Linked DNA regions of Mus musculus: region 1 is linked to region 2. Evidence: chromatin contacts called from public Hi-C data. All regions are on one chromosome and are shown on one strand. Each heading gives the region's core, a stretch centred on a gene start, on an enhancer-like site or on the middle of the called end of the contact. The rest is flanking DNA. Distances are from core to core; before and after follow the strand shown.

The links. A called contact is a pair of places that touch in the nucleus more often than the background predicts.
Region 1: a contact with region 2 is called in a Hi-C map of myocytes, with 2.3 times the contacts expected there. The contact joins two enhancer-like sites. A contact is called at or near these places in 4 of 484 Hi-C or Micro-C datasets (cortical neurons, embryonic stem cells, myocytes and 1 more).

What each region holds. Positions count from the first base shown.
Region 1 is chr10:68,349,882-68,356,480 of GRCm38.p6, reverse strand. No RefSeq gene overlaps it. Among named protein-coding and RNA genes, the nearest start is that of Gm32748, 13 kb to the right of the region's middle. Within about 2 kb of position 2,545, at least 92 of the 459 cell types and tissues checked have an H3K27ac peak or open chromatin away from gene starts, as enhancers often do. A contact at or near this core is called in myocytes, where this site is marked.
Region 2 is chr10:67,997,123-68,003,531 of GRCm38.p6, reverse strand. It overlaps Rtkn2 (rhotekin 2), which reads right to left. Exons shown (of 12, transcript NM_001359319.1): 3 at 5,909-5,967; 4 at 1,555-1,608; 5 at 211-328. Among named protein-coding and RNA genes, the nearest start is that of Rtkn2, 21 kb to the right of the region's middle. Within about 2 kb of position 3,296, at least 2 of the 459 cell types and tissues checked have an H3K27ac peak or open chromatin away from gene starts, as enhancers often do. A contact at or near this core is called in myocytes, where this site is marked.

The sequences.
Region 1 (6,599 bases), core at 1,296-3,795, 350 kb before region 2:
GTTTTGCTCTAAAAACCATGAAGTTTACCCAGAACCCTATTATGGTAACTGCTTCACTTTTCATGCATTCCTAAATTACCATGTAATCTAAAACCTTGTTTTCAGCGGCCCTATATTGGAAAGTCCCTTCAAACTAAGCAGGATGATGGCAGGCTCGCTCACATTCAGAAAGAAACCTGCCTTTGCTGCTGAAAATGAAAGTGGGATTTATCAGATAGACTCCTTTAAAACAGTCACCACCTTAGTGACACACGGGGCCTGACGCATCCAGGAAATGCCGAGACCAGGAATTATGCTTTAAGCTCTCTGCATTTTCAAACACATGGATAGTTGGTGTAAAAATATATTCTTTTCCTGCAGGGACGTGACTGTAATTAGTGTGTGCCAAAACTCTCTCTCTCTCCCGGAGATTTCATTGTCTTATCTCTTTGCAGCATCTTAATGCGATTTTATTTTACTTTGTCAAAGTCCTATTAACATAAATGTGTTCTCCATAGCAAACAGTGTTCTTTTTTATGCAAAACAGGATTCAGCTGACTCTAATAAAACAGCTTGCAGTCTATTAGAGTACAACAGTAATGTGCTTATTTTGTTTGTCAAATCAAGACCGCCGTCAGAAGGCTCTAGACAAAGATTTGTCTTGTTTTCCAGAATAATTGCCAGGGTGGGGCTACGTTATGATCTGTAAATGAATAGTATCGCTTAGAACAAACACTTCATATATCTTTTATCTTCCCCTGCACACAGTTCTGAGTTTTTCTTTGAAATCTTTGCTCCACTTTTCCACATAAGTCATCAGAATGTTTCCAAAGAATTTTAACTGCCAGATTAATTATATCTTACAAACAAAGATAGATTGCTTACATTCTTTATTCAGAAACCCTGCCAGTATGGAGCAACTGGCAACAAATTAATCTCTTTTGCAACCCTACAAAATGTTTTGCTATGAAAAGGCCTGGAAGGTAAATGGATCCTTTAAAAAAAAAAAAATCAGGTTGCTCATTCTGAAAGGCTAATCCTAAGCACAGAACAGAGGAGTAAATGAATCTAGCTACTCCCTAACTTTGCTCTTCCTTTTCTTTCTTTCTTTTTGTTTTTTGTTTTCTTGGTTTTTTGTTTTGTTTTGTTTTGTTTTGTTTTGTTTTTGTGTGTGTGTGTGTGTGGTTTTTTTTGTCTTTTGTTTTTTCCTTCTTCTTAACAACTAGGTTACAGCCTTCTGTTAATGGATTCAGTTAATTAAGTATTGCTGTGACCTGGTGGCAATTTCTGAAATCCAGAGAATTTTTCCCTCTTTTAAGGTCTGCCTCCCCCACGGGGCCCCGGGTGTAATCTGTTTGCAGAGAGTCTATGTATGTCAGCCCTGCTTCCCTTAGAAGCTTCTAGAATGTTTTAATAAATTTATCAACCGAAAAAAAATATTACAAACATTTCATTTCCTTTGACTCAGGCACACCACACACACACACACACACACACACACACACACACACACACACCACTGCCTTCATTGCAAATTCTTGCCAGTATGAATCACCCTAAGTAATGTTTGCTTTAACTTTAGTGTGGTTCAACAAACAACCTTTATATGGCTGGACTTCAAAGGGAGGAGAAATGAAGGTTGGAAATATGATAGGCGTAATCTATTATTAGGCATGAAACACTAAACCACTTTTAGCTATAACTCTAAAACCTGCATAATCTTAGGTTTTTTAACATAATGTGTATTTATTGTGCCTTCACTCACACAAGCATTTATCTCCCCGTGTTTGTGAGAGAAATACTTTCCACTGTAGCGTGGGCCACTACTTGGCTTAATTTTTCCTAATATTTAATTTAGAAAGGGGAAAATGGTAATATTATAACAGGATTCTCATGTGTCCCAGCCAAAATACTTAGTGTTCCTCTTTGAGTAAAATTAATCTGTTACCAGTTCCCTGACCTGCAAGTCAGGTTTCAGTAAACTAGGCATCCAGGGAGGAGGGCAGAGGGAGGGGGTAAGCTAGGCTGGCTAGGGAGATAAGATCTCTTTCTTTGATTAAGGGGGGGTGGTGTTGGCGGGGGGGGGGGGGGGGGTGGGGGGGGGAGCTAAAAAAAAAAAAACCGAATGTCTCAACCCAGCCATGCCTCCCAATGGCAGAAAAATAAGCCAAAAGTGTATCCCAGCAGTAATGGTTGAAGACATTTATTAGCTCCGTCCATAACAACATTCACTGCAGGGAGAGCAATTGTTAAAAAATCTGTACTGCAATTATTTCTTTAATGATGGGGGGGGGGCGTCTCCAGCTCCTTATTTCTCTCCTTCTTCACCCTCCACAAACATTGGCACTTAAAAAAAAAAAAATCTAATGTTATGAAATAAGTCAGAGAGCTTGTAGCTCAAGAGAACCGGAGACAGCACTGGGAATGTATGCATGCGCAGAAACAAAAACACCGTCGGTAACATTTTGTTCTTGATTAAATTTGCGCTCCCTAATACAGTAGATTAAAAATAAGTCCAACTGTTAAACGCATTAGTGTTCAGCCGTGGTTCTGGTGCCAGAAAAACCGATACTGCTTCAGACCCAGCCTCTCTCCACTAGACTTGAGGAGCCAGGGGAAATCTGACCCCTCTGGAAACCCGAGCCCCAAAGTCCATCCATGACCCTGCAGTTTGGGGATTCCTTATTTTCGTCGGGTGATGAAATCTCAGAACCATCTTAATATTTTCTCACACTGGGTCAAAAACTCGGCGTCTCTCGGCGAGGCTGTAAGAAAATACGGGCTAGGAAAACGGAGGATGGATTGCTAATGGCTACAGTCAAGACACTCCAGAAGGAATATGAAATGAAGTTGTTCTTTGGTGTACAGGGAGTCGTGAAACTTACATCTTTTAAAAAGAGTTGTAAGCCATGACCTCACGCCAACCCCCCACACTCCTCCCACCCCCACCCCGAAGAATTTTAAGAGACTGGAAAGACCCACAGTTCAGAGTGGGTGCTCCTCCTTACAAGGCATCCAAATTTGGTTCTCAGCACCTACATCAGAAGGCTCACAACCGCGTGTAATTCCAGCTCCTGCACACCTGATGCCCTCTTCTGGATGTAAAGGCACCTGCCCTCACACATGCACACACCTCCACACACTCACCTCCACACACACAGCTACACACACACAGCACTAAAAATGAAATCTCTCTCTCTCTCTCTCTCTCTCTCTCTTTTTTTTTTTTTTTTTTTTTGGTTTTTCGAGACAGGGTTTCTCTGTGTAGCCCTGGCTGTCCTGGAACTCACTCTGTAAACCAGGCTGGCCTCAAAGTCAGAAATTCACCTGCCTCTGCCTCCGGAGTGCTGGGATTAAAGGTGTGCGCCACCACGCCCGGCTGAATAAATCTCTTTTATATATAAAAATAACTATTTAATGGGGCAGGATTTTGAAATGTGTCCTCAGAATTTTGGAGTGTGTGACACTCCGGAGATCATGGCTGACTTGTCTAGCCAATGGGGCTCTGTGAAGTTGGAAAGAGAGTCTGGCCAGATTCATGATGGGCCGGCCCAACCTTGCTGGACATGTAGAATGTACAAATTACCTTCCTCCCCGGTCTGTCCATTGTTGTGGAAGCCCATGACCCTTTGAATGTATTCAAAAAGAAAAAAAAAAAAAAATGGCTTCCAGAGAGACAGCTCAGCAATTAAGTTAAAAGAACTGCAGTTCATTTACATCAGGCCTCTTACAATCAGCTGTAACTCCAGCTCCAGGCGGACCTGCTACCTCTGGCCCCTATGGGTACCTGACTTTGTGTGTGTGTGTCCATGTGCTCACTCGCGCACATGCGTGTGCATGTGCATATATGTGTGTGGGGGGGTGTTCATGCACATGCATGCACAGATAAACAATTTAAAACTTTTTTATTTAAAAAACAAAACTAAACTAGTAGATTGAAAACTGATATGTTTCTCAGATAATTATATTAATATTCTTTATCTAAACTGTGCTATCCCTCCCTGTATTTTTTTCCTAGTATGTATCTTGGTAGTATCACAAATACCAGCTTTCCTGCCTCACTCCCTCTTCCCACAGATTCCCCCCACCCCCATCCCTGTTCCTCTGCTCTACCCCTGACATATTTTTCTGGTCTTTGGTCACTCTGGTTTAATAAGTTACCTGTTGCTGACACTCCATGTCACACAGATGTGCTCTCTTCTGCTGTGACATGCTTTCTGGAGGCGGGGGTAGGGTGGGGAGAATGGGGCGGTAACATCTGTAAATTTACGAAGTAATAACTTCCCAAAAGCCATGCAGATAGCTGCAGATATTGCCAGGAAAAAAAAAAAAAAAAAAAAAAAACAGTTAATTGAAACTATTTGGGGCATGCAGTATCGAACAATGAGGCGGTTTCCGAGCAACACATATCTAAATGCGGCTTGCCAAAGACCTGCACACATTTAATTTGTTCTACAAATTTGGTTAACCCAATAAAGTGTAAACATCAAACACTGGCCGTAGAGAGCATTAAACATTAACCAATGGAGACCTTAAAGACTTAGGCAGAGCATGGAAATTAGAGAAGAAGAAGATGGGTTAAGCAGCTCTGGGAAATTAGGTTAAGAATTCAAAAGGGAATGTTTGTGGCTGGGTTTTTTTTTTTTTTTTTTAAATACAGTACAAACTATTTTGAGATTGGTAATCATTCGTCTCTGTGGACAGGGCTATTTTCCCCTTGGGATCATATTTTTAAAATCAAGCAAACATACCAAAGTCAATTTGATTTTCTGATTGTTCTCCGGGATGAAATGTATTACCACCCAAATGAACCCTGAAAAAGGGTATTTCAATGGCTGTTCCCAGATCTATGAACCCTGGGATGGAACTGTGCCTTTTGCCCATTTTTTGTGTTTATGAGTGCTTCACAGGGCTTAGCCTAAAGCTCAAACCCTGTTAAAGTTCAATAAACCTTTGTTGAACGACGGAATGAAAATGCCTTCCAAGGAGATAAAAATGGCTTTCAGGCTCGCCCATCCACATGTGTTCTTTACCTGAGGAAAGCCAGTCTTCTCAAGGAGAGCAATAAATGCCTAAGTCTGAAAAAGAAAAGAATATCATGTTCCAGTCATTATGTCCCAAGTGTTCACGGCCCAATGAGCCTCACTAAGTAAAACCCTGCAGGGTAAAAACAGTTTTTCCTCAGGAGAATCTTTGGTACATATTCTCCTCCATGTTTTGCTAAGGTCCTGGGATATAGCAGCTGACAACTCTTAACAACCTTAGAGAACTCCCGACGATGCAAGAGTTAAAATATCACTGGACCAAGCTTTCATCCCGAAGAAATTAAGTATAGCGACTCATTTTCTTAGGGTTCAAAATGGCTCATGATGACATAAAATCCAGAAGAACCCCTAAGGGTTCTGATGTACTTTGGGTTCTCCTAGAAGCACACCCCGAGGCCACTTGAGGGCAAGCAGTTAGTTTGAGAGGCACAGAAAAATTCTAGTTGTGGGGTCAAAAAATGAGATGAGACATAGGAAGCGCCCTCTACCGGATGTGTTGTCGAATCGGCTACCACCGAATCGGCAGGCACCTGGATAATATTTACCAAAGGAGGACTTCGGGGAATCAGAACATACGCCCCAGAATTATCCCACCCAAGAGTAGGTGCTGGGCATTGATACATCGACTGCCATTGGTCTTTGGGTACATTTATTCTTTTTAAAAGCAGTCATTTCCCTTCACTCGAGCTGGCCGTGAGGATCATCGAAGCAGGCCGGCTTTTGGTCACGGCTAAGGAGACAACGGAGAAGGGAACAAACAGTAGGGAAGCTGGAGCCATCAGAGTCAGGGGCTATGAGATGGGATTGTCCCAAGGAGCCCCTTTGGTAAAGCATCTTAATGTAGCCGGTATCGGCTGAGAAGCATGAATGCAGTGCTTTTGTGTGTGTGTCCGGCATGATGACTGCTAATAATATATTATAGGAACTTCATCAGAACTCCGCTGATGTGATCTGCTCTGTGTTTAATGTGGAAATCTCTCTGATTTTTTTTTTCAAGAAGCTACATGGTATAAGCTCGGGCTTAGGATGGAACAGACCAAACTTTGAGTCCAGGACGTTGAACGAGTTAAGTCATCTTTGAGATGTTTCCTGTTTAGAAACAACTAACCCAGACCCCTCAGAGCTCTCAGAGGCCAAACCACCAACCAAAGAGCATACATGGGCTGGTCTGTGGCCCCCACTACATATGTATCAGAGGACTGCTTTTTTTTGTTTGTTTTTTGTTTTTTGTTTTTGTTTTTCAAGACAGGGTTTCTCTGTATAGCCCTGGCTGTCCTGGAACTCAGGCTGGCTTTGAACTCAGAAATCCACCTGCCTCTGACTCTCAAGTGCTGGGATTAAAGACATGCACCCGAGGACTGGCGCTTGGTCCTGAGGAGGCTTGATGCCCCAGCAAAGGGGGAATACTAGCAGGGTGAGGTGGGAGTGGGTGGGTGGATGGGGGCACCCTCTCAGAAGCAAAGGTGAGGTAAAGAACTCATGGAGGGGCACCAGGAAGGAGGGCAGCATTTGGAATATAAATTAATGAAGAAGAAGGAGAAGAATGAGAAGAAGGAGAGGAGGAAGAAGATGAGG
Region 2 (6,409 bases), core at 2,047-4,546:
TTATAAGATTTCTATTTTATTCTGGATCCAAAAAAGGGGGTAACTTTTAAACATTTTAAAGCTGCCGGTGCTTTGAAAAGAAGCCAAGGCCCACCAGGATGTAGGCCATCAGAATTTAAAAGACAGTAATTAGGCTTTCTTCACTGATAAGAAAAAAAAAAAAAGAGGCAGAAGTTCAGATTTCACCCTCTGAGGATTAAGGCTACTTACAAGATGGTGACATTTTCGAAACATATATCTGTGACTGTCTGGTCCACAATCACCATGTCCGTGTCAAACACCTGAGCTCCCATCCTGAATAAGCAAAAGATGGCGAAGCGCTGTGTGCCTAGAGGAGAGACAGCAGACAGCGGCAGGAGCCGTCACAAGCAGGACAATCATACCTGTGTGAGTGAGACACTCGGAGGTCACTCACTCCCTCACCCCACTCAAGCCCAACCTCAAACCAAGGAACATCAGAAAATAAACACGGGGCCCCTCGGCGGTGTCCCAAAGAGATCCCTGCAGCCAAATCTGATCACTTAGCAAACTTTATGCCTCTCGGTCAATTTAGCGCCACACATATAAATGACTCCATTTGATGTCCAAGTTTTGATGTCCAAGAAAAGATGACTTGTAAGGTGTATCAACAGCCACCAAACAATAAGTAAGGGAAAAAAAGGATGTGAAAACCCCAACGCCCAAATGGCAGGCATGGATACAAACAACAGCAGCTAGACCCTCCAATCTGGTGACGTTCTTAAAAATGCCAGGTGATTAAAGGGCTAAATCCTCATTACTGAGAAAACGCAGCTCTTTAGGAAAGTTTATTCTCTGCAGTAATCTCGAAGATTGACTCAAATCCCACAAGCATTCCTTGGTGAAGTGAATTATACGTCTTAATTGAAAAACAAACACTAACCTGATTTAAATTCTTCATGTAAAACTAATTATGCCCGATACCATTTGGCTTTTGGAATATGGACAAAGCCATCAAGGTAAACAAGGCAAATGAAGGGGCTGCTGGGTCACCCGGCTCTGCCTTGAACAGCTAGGGCACATTTGAGGTTAATGTCCGTGATCCAAGAGATACATGGACTTGTGAAGACTGTGTGTAGCCAATGAAACAGAGAAGGAGGGGGAGGGGGAGGAGGAGAAAATCACAGCAATCTAAAAATCTTTCATTACACCCTCTTAAACGATCTAGCAAAGCAAAGCTCAGACCTCCTGAGTCATACATAATAAGAGAAAAAAAGAAATTTCACGTCTACTGACTCACCCCATGCCTCTTTGGGGTGTGGGGGCTCTACCTTTCTACCCATCTCTCCACTCTGAGCCCCCACACAAGTTCCCATCGCTGATGACTCCCCTTCATTGGTATGCATATCTTAGTCTGAATCAGGGAACTGATGTGCGGTCCCCCAAGTCAGAAATCGACAGTTTGCTGACAGGATGCTTATAGCCAAATGGCACCAATGTGTCTCCGAACCAAAGAGTTCTGACCTCAGAAATCACAAATGCGTGTCCTAAGCACTCGAGGAAACATTTCCAAATACAAATTAAAGCTATACGTACATTCTTTATTACTGAAGTGATCGGAGTCTTTCCACATTAATGGTATTCGGATATCTATAAAGAAGGCAAAAAAAAAAAAAGAAAGAAAGAAAAGAAAAAGAAACAATTATTTTGATAATTTTTGTTTCACCCACGATGTGAACCTCTGAGCTCCATGACAGACTGGGCCCACCAAAAACAAAAAGAAATATACACAGCAATTTCCTAATTATTGTTTAGAGATGATTTTTAAAAATATTTATTTTTATGCAGATGGGTGTTTCTCCTGCATGCATGTCTCTGCACCACTTGCAGGACCGATGCCCATGAAGGCCAGAAGAGGGCGCTGTATCCAATGGCTCTGTGATATAGGTCGTTCCGAGCCATATGTAGATGCTGGGAACCCAACTCAGGTCCTGTGGAAATTGGTACACACTCTCAGCCACTGAGCCATCTCTCCAGCTCTGGCGGTGTGTGTGTGTTAGAAGTTATTAAATATGTGTGAAATTTGCAAGTATCTGAAGTGAGAATACATTCTTCTAAATATTATCTTAGCTTTACGTATATGTCACGCTGACTTCCTTATTGGCTGTGCCCTTCTGAGGCCATCCATGCTTGTTCCTGGGCCAAACACTTCATGTGTGGAACTGAATCAGTTATCAACTGACACCTTCTGACGCCTGCTGCGCTGGGTTGTTGTCTTTTGGAGGCATGTGACTGTCACTGGTTCTTTTTAAGAATGTTTTTAATTTTGGTCAAAATTCCCTCTCAAATGTTTTACTATGCAAAACAACTTAGGAATGTGTTTTATTATATATATATATATATATATATATATATATATATATATACACACACACACACACACACATACATATATACTCACACACACACATATGTGAAGAGAGAGAGAGAGAGAGAGAGAGAGAGAGAGAGAGAGAGAGAGAGAGAGAGAGAGAGAGAGACTTTGTGTCTCCCTGTGTGCAGAGATCAGAGGCGACTTGTGGAAGTCATGGGCCTCAGGAGGACTGAGGTCATGAGGGTTGGTAGCAAGCACCTTTATCTGTTGAGCGCCCTCACTGGCCCAGGGAACTAATAACTTTTTAATATTTCATCTTCACATTACAGATTTACCCTTACCATTTGCTCTCACCCTGGCTTTCTGTTTGTTTGAGGGCTAGAAGTCAGGCCCAGGGGCTGGGAAGAACCCTCCCACGGAGCTTCGCCTCCTGCTCCTGCTCGTGTATTTTAATTAAGGTTATTTCTTATATATTTAATGCTTGGGGGGGGGGGCTGCTGCTTTACTGTAAGTGACACTTTTTCCACTGTCATCCCTAGCAAGTCATTGCTGGTTTGAAGAAAAACTACCGCCTTTTATTTATTTCTCCTAAATCCGGTCGGGATCTATTGAATGCTTTAATTCCAGCGTCTCAGTCCCTCCCCTGAGGTCATCTCCATCTGCCATTCGTTAGCCTCCAAAGTATCCAATCTGCCTGTTCCATTTTTTCAATAGCTTTGTTTTCCAGCCATTATGTTAGCTACAATTCCAAACCAGTCCTAACTTATGTTGACCATAATAAGACCCCGGTATTTTACCCGTGACTTTAATACGGATGTCTTCATTGTGTTTGAATTATAACCCGGCTAATGGCCTGTCCAAACTCACTTCTTGCTGGACCACAGTGGCCGCCTCCTAGCTCCTTTCATTCCACAGTGGCCAGTGCGTCTCACTCGCAGCTGTCCTGGCTGTGGTGGCGAAGCTCTAACTGTTCACGCGCTCATGGGAGGACACTGACCCAGGCCTCCCCACAGCTTGGGTTCCATCCTGCTCTTCCCCATACCTCGCCTCGACTCCATGTAAGGGGATCTTTCTCATCTGTGTCCCTGTTGGCTGTGCAGTCTTCAGACAGCAAAGGATCCAACATCGAATGACAGAAATACCTTCTACATTCTGGCAGATGATCAGCTGGGTTTCAGCTTACAGTGGTCCACCTTTGTCTTTTTTTTTTTTTTTAATGTCTCTGCTGGCATTTTATGGCAAACTAAGACAGCCTCAACAGCATTGTAGCTGGCCTGATGTGTACTAGGGACTGGACTGGGGCGATGGCTTGGAGGCCATCTTGCTGCACAGCCACAGTTTGGATCGCAAAACCCATGTGCATGTCCGGTGGCTGTGGCCGACACCTCAGGGGGTCCCCAAAGAAAGTTGGCTCTAGAGACTTAAGCATCACCAGGGACCTGTGGGTGTGACTGACAGGCCCTGCATCAAAATGAGTAGTGTGGACATCAGGACTGGGATGCCACAACCTCCGGAAGCCTAGCATGTGCACAGGCACTTACACACATCCACACACATGCAAACACGCACGTACACATATGAAAAGAAAGAAAGATGGAAAAACCCACAAAAAACTGAAACCGCTGACCGTTTGTGGGTAACCAGTTTGGTCTAGTCACTGAACTGGGAGGCGAAAACACACACCAGCCACCCCGCATCACCTGGTGCGGGAAGGATGGGATGGACCTGTTATTTGTATAGTTAGGAAGCTCTGGTCAGTGAAAACCTCAAAATCCAGGTCTGTCCTGTTTACAGCGCGATCTTAGAAACATTCTGAAACTGGGCTGCAAAAATGTCCAGTCAGCTGAAATCATGCTAATGATGCTAATGACACGGGTGTCCCATCTCCCGGGGGTTCACGCCTTAATTAGGCTTCAAATTGTCTTGGGGAGAAAAAAAAAAAGCTAACCTTGGCTTCTGTCCAAAGGTATCTGAGATCACGAAAAGTCATCCTTGACCTTAAATATTTTTGTTCAAGACTCTTCTAAACGTGGTGGCAGTAAACAAGCGGTCTCCACAGGACAACAGACAATGTTAAGTCACCGAACTCACTGACCAGGTCACCTACCCCATTCGCCTACAGAGTGGAACCTTATTAGAAGCAAGGGAAGAGGGCAATATTTTAGTGGTGGTGGGAAATCTCTGAAGTTCTCCAGCATTTACCTATGCATGTTAGGATGTATTTAGGCACAGTAGAGAGGAGTCTGCAAACGTCCTCTGTTCCACAGCTAAAAGGCCCAGGCAAAGCAGTGGGCCTCATGTCAGCCACAAGTACAAGACGGAGACCAGGACACAGGACACGCTGAGGGCACGTCAGCCACAAGTGGAAGGCTGATCGTGAACGCAAATAACCACAAAACAGGCAAAAGGATTTTATGAAGTTCATATAATTTTCTGAGGTGCTCCCCCTGCCCCCCCCCCCGACACACACACACACACACACACACACACACACACACACACTGAGGGCAATTTCTCCAATTTTGCCAGTGAGGTCAAATAAAACTCAGTACCATGGCTGTGAGCGATGGAGAGAGAGAATAGTCCCTCAGCAGGCCAGGGGACACAATAGCAGGCGCTCTACCTTGCTCTGGCCAGTGGGATACACCAGCTATTACTGGGGGTTCAGCTCAGGCCACAAGGCTGTTTGCAGGGTGTCGCGATGAGATATCTGCAAGCCAGCCATGCTAATCGTGTGGCATCTCCATGCCACTTCTTCCGGGGATGTGGATGGGGTGGGGGGCTGCCGTTTTAGAGAAATGAGACAGCCTAAGCGCCATCTAGTGGCAGGGGGTTGGTACGGAAGGGGTGGGGGGCTACCATTTTGGAGAAACTGAGACCGACAACCTAAGCGCCATCTAGTGGCAAGGTGCCTGCTCGCTCTGCTGACAGGAAATGCCACTCCAGCAGAGGCAAAGATGGGAGGGAATGGAGGAAATGAAACAATTGCACAACCCAATCAGGTGTCTCAATCAAGGCCTCTGTTGACAAGAGAAAGTGGGGGAAAAATCTGCCTAAATCACGTGGCTTGTGTAATGGAAGACAGAGCCAGGAAAAGAATTGGGCAGAATGGAAAACTTGGTGGGGCTGGGGCAGTTTGCATTTTACCGGCTGCAAGTGGCCAGTCATCTACCTGATATTCACTGAGCAACCATGAGGAGCCCAGCCCAGTGACAGTGGCCAAACATGGGCCAAACCACCATGGAACATGCAGCTTGAACCGCCTTTCCAAACGGAAATGACAGAGAGAGAACCCTTGTGGGTTTGCAGCCCAGCTCTCCAACGCTCAACAGCAAGCAAGTGACTTGAACACACCTTCCACTCACTCGAGTGCCTGAAGAGAAGACAAACCCACACAATGTGTGTAGCATGTGACAGAGTTTCCCCAATCCATGAAGTTCCATGCAATTGTAGACCATAATGATTAAATAGTTAGACTAAACATTGGATTGCTGGAAATACAGAATGCACAAGGCCTGCAATAATAGTCAGTCTATAAACATATTCAGGGACCCGCAGTGACACACTGCAGCATACCTGACAGGGCGATCTTTCCTCTGCAGGATTCTCCTTCTTTATTTTCAGAACTCGAATCCCTGCCGAGAGAAAAACACATCATGTCTTTCGAAAACAGCTGAGCTTTAAAATAAAGAGGTAGCTATGAATACTAACGACCAATGTGAAGGATTTGTCTCCAAGGATGTTCAGTCGGCAGCTAGCTAGCTTTCAGGGAGATACAGAGACACCCTCTTTTGAGTGTACATAAACTAGTACACTTCCTAATAACGTGTTCTGGTTACATTCTGATGCCCAACTTATCACAAAACTTGTACTTCGGGCTCATTAGCAACGCTGGCTTTTCGAGTCTGGTGTTACCCAGCCAACCTGTGGGCTGCTCTTCCTATGGCTGAAAGATACCCACCCTCAAAAGCACCTTATGCTTTGTTCCTATGTGCAGGTGGGCATGGCATCTCATTTCTTGTAAGCTCCAAAGAATGAACATACAATACATTAAGATGAGGGAATAGAATGTGGGGA